Linked DNA regions of Sus scrofa: regions 2 and 3 are each linked to region 1. A link is a contact called in public HiChIP or PLAC-seq and promoter capture Hi-C data. All regions are on one chromosome and are shown on one strand. Each heading gives the region's core, a stretch centred on a gene start, on an enhancer-like site or on the middle of the called end of the contact. The rest is flanking DNA. Distances are from core to core; before and after follow the strand shown.

What was found. Promoter capture Hi-C pulls out the DNA fragments that hold promoters and counts their contacts. HiChIP or PLAC-seq counts read pairs in DNA pulled down with a chosen protein or histone mark.
Region 2: a contact with region 1 is called in an H3K27ac HiChIP or PLAC-seq map of alveolar macrophages. The contact joins the promoter of FAM32A here to the promoter of RAB8A in region 1. A contact is called at or near these places in 1 of 5 promoter capture datasets (fetal liver), 13 of 47 Hi-C or Micro-C datasets (alveolar macrophages, blood, epiblast stem cells and 5 more) and 2 of 2 datasets of contacts at active chromatin or transcription factors (alveolar macrophages and skeletal muscle).
Region 3: a promoter capture Hi-C map of liver shows a contact between it and region 1, with 4 times the contacts expected there. The contact joins the promoter of LOC100513462 here to the promoter of RAB8A in region 1. A contact is called at or near these places in 2 of 5 promoter capture datasets (fetal liver and liver) and 14 of 47 Hi-C or Micro-C datasets (alveolar macrophages, embryonic fibroblasts, epiblast stem cells and 8 more).

Annotation. Positions count from the first base shown.
Region 1 is chr2:61,448,941-61,452,404 of Sscrofa11.1, reverse strand. RAB8A (RAB8A, member RAS oncogene family) reads left to right here and starts at 2,054. Exons shown (of 8, transcript NM_001243802.1): 1 at 2,054-2,202. The coding sequence starts at 2,079.
Region 2 is chr2:61,392,123-61,395,571 of Sscrofa11.1, reverse strand. It overlaps FAM32A (family with sequence similarity 32 member A), which reads left to right and starts at 1,321. Exons shown (of 4, transcript NM_001243887.1): 1 at 1,321-1,424; 2 at 1,537-1,678. The coding sequence starts at 1,351. All of the region lies in intron 1 of CIB3 (calcium and integrin-binding family member 3), which reads right to left.
Region 3 is chr2:61,501,380-61,504,894 of Sscrofa11.1, reverse strand. LOC100513462 (olfactory receptor 10H1-like) reads right to left here and starts at 2,153. Exons shown (of 2, transcript XM_013994646.2): 1 at 1,845-2,153.

The sequences.
Region 1 (3,464 bases), core at 805-3,304:
AATCTGACTAGTATCCACGAGGATGCAGGTTCAATCCCTGGCCTCCCTCAGTGGGTTAAGGATCCAGTGTTGCTGTGAGCTGTGGGTGTAGGTCACAGATGTGGCTTGGATCTGGCATTGCTGTGGGTCAGATCTGGCATTGCTGTGGCTGTAGTGTAGGCCAGCGGCTACAGCTCCAACTCGACCCCCTAGCCTGAGAACCTCCATATGCCTCGGGTGCGGCCCTAAAAAAAAAAACATAAAAATAAAAAACAGGATGAGAGGGATGAAAGAAAAGTGTTGGAGATGACTTGGGTTTCACTTGGTAATTAAAGACAAGCTAGTGTGAGTAGATGACAAATTCAGTGGAGGACATGATGAATTAAAGTATCTGACAGATCCAAAAGCAGGCACCCTGAAAGCATTCGGGACATGGAGTAACAGCTGGACTATGGGTTCTCTAAGAACTGAGAATCACCAGCATGGAGATGGTAGAAGCCACGGGAGTGAGTAAGATCACCATGAAAGCAAGAACAGAGGTAGAAAGAACCAAGAGAAACACCAATATCTAAGGGAAGAGCAAAAAATCCCAAAGTAGACTGCAATGGAACCTTAGAATTAGAAGCAGCACCCTGAGAAGGTAAATAGAGGGAATAAAAGAAGCAGGCAAATAACATGGGAAGAGTACAAAGAAAAAGATCTGTGAGAGGAGGTGGTCAATAGTATCAAATGCCACAGAGGCTGAATGCAGCCAGGTGGTCATTGCCTCTGGTTGGTTGAAGCTTTTCCTAACCAGAGCCAGATTAGCCAAAGAATGTGAAGTGGGACAGTGAGGAGAGGCAGCAGTCATCTTTTGTCAAGATCCTTGGGAAGCCTCCAGGCCTGATAGCCCAGAGTGACACATGGCGGTGAGTCCACCCAAGTGATGTGGCTCATCCCTACCACGCAGAAAACTATCTGATCAAGACCTTAGCCTCTGAAGCTGTTCGGTTTGAGTTCAAAAACCAATTTATCTGGTTAAGAGCCTGGGAAAGTCATTTAACCTCTCAGTCTTGTTTTCTCACCGTAAAACTTGGTGGGGGGAAGCGTGAACACACACAATAATACCTACCTCGGTGGGTTGGGGTGTGGACAAAATATTTTATAAATTTTTTTATAAGTGCTGACAACACTGGCAGGCACAGAACCAAAAGCTCTTTAGTATTCCCTCTAATTCTCACTATCCGAACTCTCTCGGCGGGTTCCAAGGCTCCAGGGTGCAACTCAGACGGCTGACTGGGTCGCGGCGGGAGAGGCTCTGGGACAAGTCCTGGGCAACCTCTAAATAGATCCAAGGGAGCATCCTGAGGAGTCCTGCGGACCTCGGGGCGCAGCTTGTGGCTGAGGCCTGGGTGTCTCTAGGAAGATCCGCTGGCCAGCGTCAAGGCCCCGGAGCAAGTCTCGAGGGGGCCTCGTTTCGACTATGACGGTACTTCTGCTCTCCTATCTCTTCGGCTCCGCCCGGTCTGACACGGAAGCCTGCAGACCGCACCACCACCGCCACGCCACATTCCCGCGCTGGACCCGACGCTAATTGAACTTGCTCCGGCCTGGAACAGCAAGAGCCAGAGAACACCCCCACCACCCGCGTGCGCCCTCTGCTGGCACACTACGGCCTTCCCGGCGCGCTTGCGCACGCTCCCCAGACCCCGCCCCAGCTTGAGGGCGCGCGGAGCCGTTGGCCCAGCTGCCCGCCCTCCCCCTCCCATCGGGGGGCGTGGCCGCCCTAGAGTCAGAGGAAGAAGGCGGGGACACAGAGATGCCATGCCCCAGCCTTGTCCCCATTTGAAGCCCCTCGACTCCTCACCACTGGCCAATCGCAGTCCGCCCTGTCCTGAGCGCCGGCCAATGAGCGGCGCCCTCAGGCCGCTTCCGGCTCTGCGCCCTGCTCGCCCCTTCCCCACGTCTTCCTGAGACGGGCGGGGCGCGGGGGCGGGCGTCGGCCGCGGTGACGCGCGGCGGGCCAGGAGCCAATGGGGGGCGGGATCGGCGCTGATGGACTGGGCCAGGGGCCAGTGGCGAGGCGCTGGCCGCACTTCCCGTCGGGGAGAGAGTGTAATATGGCGAAGACCTACGATTACCTGTTCAAGCTGCTGCTGATCGGGGACTCGGGGGTGGGGAAGACCTGTGTCCTGTTCCGCTTCTCCGAGGACGCCTTCAACTCCACTTTCATCTCCACCATAGGTAGTGGGGCCGGGAGCGCGGAAGGCCCAGGCCGGGCTCTCACCCTGAGGGCTGGGACTGAGGGAGCTGCTGAGCGGGATGGACCCGAGATCTGAGAGGGTCGAGAAGGCCGGAGCGGGAAGGAGCAGTAGCCTGCACCGCCCTTTGGGGGTTCCTGGGCCATGGGGCGGGGGTGAGGGTCAGGTACCCAATTTGCAGATGGGAATACTGAGGCCCCAATCCTCAGCCTACTTGTCAGGGAGTGTATGTCCTGGACAGAGTCTTGGCGCCCTGTCATCTTGTTCTTGCATCGGCCCTCGAAGCAGTCTTTGGGGTCTTTGACTTATAAACGTAGAAATGTGGAGTTGTCCATGGGGAAAGGACAGTGACAGGTGACATCTAACTTTATTGAGCTTTTATTGTGTGTCAGGTGCTTTACGTGCATGATCACACTTCCTGGTCCTCTGTGTCAAGTGCTGTTATGAGTTACTTTCACAGAAGAGGCATTTGAGGCTCAGGGAGACTGTACTTGCCCAAGGTCACACAGTCTACTGGTGGCAAGGATGGTATTTGTACCCAGGTGTGTTTGACCCCCCAAACTCAAGGCTCAACCGTCCCAGAGAGATGTGAGCACTCACTCCCCAGGACAAGCATAGCTGATCCATGTCTAAGCCAGGACTCCAACCCAGACCTCTCCTGCTCTTTTATAATGGAATATTCAGGGGTTGAGCCCCCTCCCTGATCCTATTTCCCCTAGAGATGAATTTCTTCTGGAAAGAATGATGAGAGGGAGTCCAGAGACTTTCCTTGCCCAGCTTTCCATCCCACTAGAGGGTAACAGAAATGGCAAGTGACAGCTGTCTGCCCTGGGACCTGTCATCCTGAGGAGATGCCAGATAAAAGCTTCAGCTTAGAAACCAAAATCAGCCACTGCCACAGACAGCCCCAACTTCCCTATCACTAGGGCCAGGACACCAGTTGTCACTTTGCAAAACAGCCTTGCCCACAGGGCCAGCCCACACTGTGGTTGAACAGAACTGACCTGTTGCTTCTCAGTTCTGACATCCACAAAAAGTGGGAGCTGACTTCTCACCAGAAAAAAGGCCATTGCCTGCATGAAAAGGTTTGACTGGGAAGTAACACCCATCAGGCAGAGTGGCCTCTAAGCTCTGCAGCCCTGCTCTGGATGGGGAAGCAGAAGAATGGTCACCAAGCCCAGGGGTTAGAAAAAAACTAGGGAGTAGGTGTTGCTTTACCCCAGTGTATGTTATCTCCCTGAACCC
Region 2 (3,449 bases), core at 72-2,571, 56 kb after region 1:
ATATGGCTCAGAATATTATCTATAGCCCTTGAGGAGGAACCAAAGGCCCTTGAGTTTGTTTAATAGCTAAACCATTATTATTTTGTCTCACTTGACTGTTTTCCTTTGTTTCTGCAATTTCTCACTTCTCTGATTAAATTTACTCTTTGGAATTCAAAGGAAGCCTCGGAAGCTAAAGTTTTTCTGCAAACAAGAGGCAGGTGGAGGACATGGTGGGTGTGGGGGGTGGGTGTCTGTTCCAGTTATGTGGAATAACACTCACCAAAGAAGAAGAATGGTAATACTGTTGTACCCAACAACAGGAGGGATCTCAAACACATTATGCCCAGTGAAACTCTAACTCAAGAAAACACATGTGTTATGATTCCATGTACATGAAACATTTTTAAAAAGACATTCACAACCTATAGTGAGAGAAAACAGATTTGGAGTTGCCTGGGAAGAGGGATAGAAGGGTTAACTGGAAAGAAGAACAAAGGAATTTGGGGGTGACAAAATGTTCTATATTTTGATTGTACAGGCGATTACATAGGTGTATAAATGTGACAATATTCATGGAAGGGTACAATGTAAATGGGTGTCTTTTACTGTTTATAAATTGTACCTCAATAAAACTGATTTTAAAAAATAATTTAGGAGTTCCCACTGTGGCATAGTGAGTTAAGAGCCGGGTGTAGCTCCGTGAGGATGCAGATTCAATCCCTGCCCCTTGCTCAGCGGATTAAGGATCCAGCATTGCAGCAAGCTGCAGAGTATGTCACAGATGTGGTGTCTGTGGCATAGGCCTGCAGCTGCAGCTCCAATTCCACCCCTAGCCTAGGAACTTTCATATGCCACAGGTGCAGTGGTAAAAAGAAAAAAGACAATTCTTAAATGCCACCAACAATATATTTCACATATTACTATCATTTACCAAAAGCTGGAAAACTAACCACTACTAATTAGGTTTACAAAATTAGGTAATCTGTTGAACCCTCAAAATATGGCAATAAACTCAAGAAAACGTTGGGTTTTAGGAAACTGCTTCTCTGTCAAAGAGTGAGCGAGGAGGGTGTGGAGGATGAAAGGGCCGGGTGGTGGGGGAGGGTTGGGAGGTGGTGAATGGGCTCGGAAGTAGCACCAAGGCCGGAAGTATGGCAGGAGGCAGGATGCAGAATGCAGAGGATGTGAACTCACCTGACCTCCAGGCCCAACCCGGAACCCAGAGGTGTGGCGAACGCGGCTTCCAAGGGCGCACGCGCACCGCCTGGATAAGCCAATCAAAACAAAGGGAGGCGGGCGTTTGGGTGGAAGTTGCTTTCTCAAACAGGAAGTGTGGCATTTTTACAGCCCGAACGTCAAACCGGGTCCATGGAAGACTACGAGCAAGTCCAAAGGGGGCCCCTGAAGCTGAAAGGTGTAGCAGAGCTCGGAGTGACCAAGCGGTAAGTCCCGAGAGCCCACGGGACCCCATATTCTGCCTTTTTAAGCTTCTTCCTGAGGCCCGGGGTTGGTGCTCTGACCTGCCATTACCCTCGCTCCCACCCGTCTCCCCAGGAAGAAGAAAAAGAAGGACAAAGACAAGGCGAAACTCCTGGAAGCCATGGGAACGAGCAAAAAGAACGAAGAGGAGAAGCGGCGCGGCCTGGACAAGCGGACCCCGGCCCAGGCGGCTTTCGAAAAGATGCAGGAGAAGCGGGTAAGTTGGGTGAGGAGCCGAGGGACGCCCCGCATCTCCCGGGGTGGATTCAGAGGCAGGGCCTGGAGACTTGTAACCAGGATCTACCCCAGGACACTCCGGGGAGGGCGAGTGGCCAGAGTGGACGTTAATTACCGGGAGAAGCTACTGCCTGAGTAGAAGACAAGAGTCCGTTGCGGGGAGCTCCGAGGATAGGAAGCTTCTCTGGCGAAGTGTATTTCAGAGGGGCGGGCTAGAGATCCCGGTTTCGATTCCAGCGCGGTCCCTCATTTGCCCAAGACACTGTGGGTCAGGGACTCCTCTCTCCTTCCCTCACTTTCCTCATGTGTAGGGGTAAGGATAATGCTTTCTTCTAAGAAGAATGGAAACTTTGGATGAGGTGATGCAGGTAAATGGCATTAAGTCTGGCATGAAGTCAGTGCTTAAATGATGCTGGCTGTTGATATTAAATGGGCTGCTGTAAGTCACCACGAAGTGTTTCCACGACTTCGGCAGCTTCAGATATGTTGTGTTTTAAGGCTCTAATGAGTGGTTTTCTCTTAACATTGAATACAAGGCCCCCAACTGAGAACCACTGGCCTAGACTGATTATTTCCTCCTGCAAGCATTATGGGCTGAACTTATCTATTCTATGCCGACCTCTCATATCTCTCACCACCCAGTTTTTATTAAAAAATAAATAAGGCAGATTTTTGGAGTTCCCCGTTGTGGCTTAGTGGTTAACAGATCCAACTAGGAACCATGAGGTTGCAAGTTCGATCCTTGGCCTTGCTCAGTGGGTTAAGGATCCGGCGTTGTGGTGAGCTGTGGTGTAGGTTGCAGACGAAGCTCGGATCCTGCATTGCTGTGGCTCTGGCGTAGGCCGGCAGCTACAGCTCCCATTCGACCCCTAGCTTGGGAACCTCCATATACTGCGGGAGCAGCCCAAGAAATGGCAAAAAGACAAAAATAAATAAATAAATAAAATAAAAATAAATATAAATAAATTAAATAAAGCAGATTTCTAAAGCAGGAGATCAAAATTTTGATACTAGATGTTAAATTTGAGGTGCCAGCCAGAAATCCAAGTGGAGAATTCTCATGGACAGTTTTGATACCTGAATCTGCAGTTTGAAGGAAAGGCCTGAGCTCAGATAAATATTGGGAATTTCCCTGGGACTGGATGAGATCCTTTGAGGAGGAGTAGCGACAGACAAGAGGTCTAGGATCTGACCTCTGAGCAGAGGGTGACAGAGGGGAAAATTGCGAAGGAACACAGGACACACAGATGCCAGGAGAGACCATGTCTTTAGAAACCAAGTGGAGAAATTGCTTCCAGAGGGAAGAGTGAAATCAGCTATAATTAAAAACAAAAAAACAAAAAACTTTTTTAAAAAAAGCTGTCAATATGCAAAAAAAAAAAAAAAAAAAAAAAGGAAGAAGTGGTCAACTGTATTATATGCTGGCAGGAGGTCTAGTCAGGTGAGCACTTAGAGCCCTCAGCTGGCATTTGGAATGAGGAGGGGGGAAAAGCTGATTAGAGGGGATCCAAGTGGAGTGTGGGGAAGGGCAGAGGTGGAGACAAGGATTAGGAGTAAGTCTTGATTACCAGAGGGGAAAGGTGGGGGAAGGGATGGATTGGGAGTTTGTGATTGTCATATGCACACTATTGTATATGGAAAGGGTGGTCAGTGGGGACCTGCTATATTTAGCACATGGAACTCTATTCTTTGATAACCTATATGGAAAAAGAATCTGAAAAAAAAATGGATATGTATGTATGTATGGGTAA
Region 3 (3,515 bases), core at 904-3,403, 52 kb before region 1:
AAATTAGAAAATTGTAAACAAACAGACAAACAAAGGAAATAATTTTCCTAAAGGAGCCTTGTAATGTCAAAAATAAAGAAGCAGGTAAAAATAAAATGAGTAAATATAATATACTTTCCTTCTCCCCTTGGGTCATCTAAGTTATATTTAATGGTTGATGCAAAAATTATGATACTGCCAACTGAGGTTCCAAATGTATGTAGAGGAAATGTTTAAAACAATTATATTATCAAAAGAGGAAGGCTAAGCTATGTAAAAGGAAGTTGCTATATTTCATTCAAACTGGTAAAATGATAAGTTTTATATATATCAATTAACTGTGATAAGCTATATATATATAATGTAACACCTATAGTAAACAATTTAAAAAAAACCTACACAAAGAGATACACTCAGAAACACTATGGAATCAATATGGAATTCTAAGGCAGGAAAAAGAAAACAGACAAGTGAAAAACAGTGAACAAATATAAACAACAAATAAAATGGCAGATTTAGGCCCATATGTATCAGTAAGTATATTAGGGGTAAAAGGCCTAAGTACATCAATTAAAAGAGATTGACAGAATATTTTTATATGTTTTATATGTTTTAAAACATAACCCAAATATATGTAGTCTACAAGAAATTCACTTCAAATATGACTGTATAGTCAAATTAAAAATAAAAGGATGGGAAAATACATATGCAAATATTAATGAAAGGAGAGCAAGTGTGACTATATTAATATCAGAGTATATTCAGAGCAAATACATTACCAGAGACAGTGACATTGTATAATGATAAAAGAAGATATAGCAACCCTAAACGCATGTGTGCCAAATAACAAAGCCGCAATATGTGTGAAGCAAAAACTGATAGAACTGAAAGGAGGAATCGACAAATCCACAATTACAGTCCAAAATTTCAACACCCCCTCTCTCAATAATTGATAGACAACTACATAGGAAATCAATGAATGATTCAAAAGAATTCAATAGCACCATCAACTAATGGGATCTATTCAACATTTATGGAATTCTCCGCCCAACAACAGGAGAAAATGTATTCTTTCAAAGTGTCCATAGAACATACACAGACCATATCATAAGACATAAAACAAACTACACCAAACTTTAAAAGAACTGAAATAATACAGAATGTATGCTCTGATCACAATGGAATCAAACTGTAACCAATAACAGAAGACAGGAGGAAAATCTTTCAAACAGTTGGAAACTAAACAATGTATTTCTAAATAATCCATAAGTCAGGGAGAAAGTCTCAAGAGAAATTTTTAAAATATAACAACTTCAAGGGAGAAGGCTCTTGAATTTTCAAACAGTTTACTTTCCACCCCTGGCATCTATGTGTCTTAATAAGAAACCTAGGAGTTCCCATCGTGGCGCAGTGGTTAATGAATCCGACTAGGAACCATGAGGTTGCGGGTTCGGTCCCTGCCCTTGCTCAGTGGGTTAAGGATCCGGCGTTGCCGTGAGCTGTGGTGTAGGTTGCAGACGCGGCTTGGATCCCGAGTTGCTGTGGCTCTGGTGTAGGCCGGTGGCTGCAGCTCCGATTGGACCCCTAGCGTGGGAACCTCCATATGCCGCAGGAGTGGCCCAAGAAATAGCAAAAAAAAAAAAAAAAGAAAACTAGACTGCTTGCTATGTCCTGTTGTTCAAGTCAGATCAACATGATGTAATCAATACTGGAACGGAGTGATAATCTGTGAGATGGATGATCAACTTAGTAAGAAGGTGACAGAGCACTGCTCTTCCTGCTAGGTGACCCTAAAATCCTTCTGGTTGTCCTTGATAATTTGTATGGAGGGAAAAAGAGTACTTGACAGATCAAAAGTTACATACCAGATACCAGGTTCCAGAGGCTATGTTGATGTGCTCCGGGTCATGTCTGGAGTAGAGACTGAACTTAGGATCACTGCTTGATTAAATTTTAAAGAATCCATAATGTCCTCCAAGATCCATATGTTTTCTTCACAGGCCCAAACAGGCAAGTTAAGCGGGAATGTGGTAGGAATCACCATCTCTGCATATTTCAAGTCTGATTTTTGAATGATCTTTTGGATTTCTGCAGGTTTTGGTAATCGGAAGAGTTTATTTGGCGCTAATAACTATGAGAGCCTTCTTCCATGAATCACATTGTCAGTGCTGGGATTCTGCCAGCTGCTGACTGTGTACATGCCAACTGTGTGTTCAGTAATTGGTTCTGAAGTCCAACTAGATCCACTGAGATAAACTCAGGTCAAAATCTCTGAACTCCATAAGCCTTGACTTTTGCTGGTGGCTCACAAAAGCATTTTGGGTCTTAAGGGAGTAGCATACACATGGGCCAGCATCTAGCAGTTCCTGAAAAGTCTACATGTTTCTCCTCTCCCTGTTAGTGGTTGTGGGTCCTCTTGAGTAACTTGTGACAGTGTTGTGGCGTTCTTTATAAAGAAAGCCCAGCCTCCATTTCACACAAGGCTGTACAGATATGGGAACTAATGCCAGTCAGAGAATTATGAATGTCCATTGTGTTGACTCAAGCTGAGTTTCTGTCCACAAGACTCATATTTCAGTCCTAAGGACACCATGACCAATTAGCTATAATCAAAGGTCCCTGTAGGTAAAAACTGGCTGATTACTTCTCCAATTCTGCTGCCCATTACTGTAATTGTGCCCTTACCATAATTGGCTGCAATTCCAGAATCCTACCATCTCTATTAAAATCAGGAATCCCTTTTCAATGAAAGCATATTCCTAGCCTGCAGAGCTTTTCAAAGGTGCTCATGTCATCATTACCGAGGCATTTCTTAATTCCTAAAGGAGAGAGTGTTTTCTGAAATTTCCTGGGGGGGTTAGGGCAAGGATGAGCAATGGGAAGCTTGCACATAATAGCCATACTTTAACTTTCCTATTTCCCTAGGATTTTTACCTTTGATTTTTACCTTTCAGTCACACCAAGTTCCTGAATCTCAGTCTTATTAAATGTATACCACAATGGCATCCAAGTTTCTCTTTGTTAACCAACTGAGCAAATTATTAGAGTGATTCCTAGCTCCCTGAACTCAGAATTCCTAATAATTTCATACATATAAATAACTGCAGGCTCATTCAATATTACCTCCTTTTTTCTTTGATATAGAACTTTTAGAATTGTTCCCCACAAATATTCCCCAGGTTTCTGTTATATAAATTAGCTGAATTTTGTTCTTATTTTGGTAGGAAACCATAGCCTCACAGACCTGAATTTGTAAAATGTCCTTTTCTATCCATATGTTTTGGGTTTCTCTGTTTCAGTGATGAGAATTTGGGTGTGACTTTGGAAATAAAAAAAACACCATGATAGGAAGTTCCCTTGTGGTGAAACAGATTAAGGATCTGGCATTGCTACAGTTGTGCCATGGGCCACAACTGCAGCTCAGTTTTGATCCCTGGCCTGGGAACTTTCACATGCTGCAGGTGCAGCCAAAAAACAAAAACAAAACAAAACAAAACACTGTGACATCAGAGAATCTATTGAGTTTCTGAGTCTTG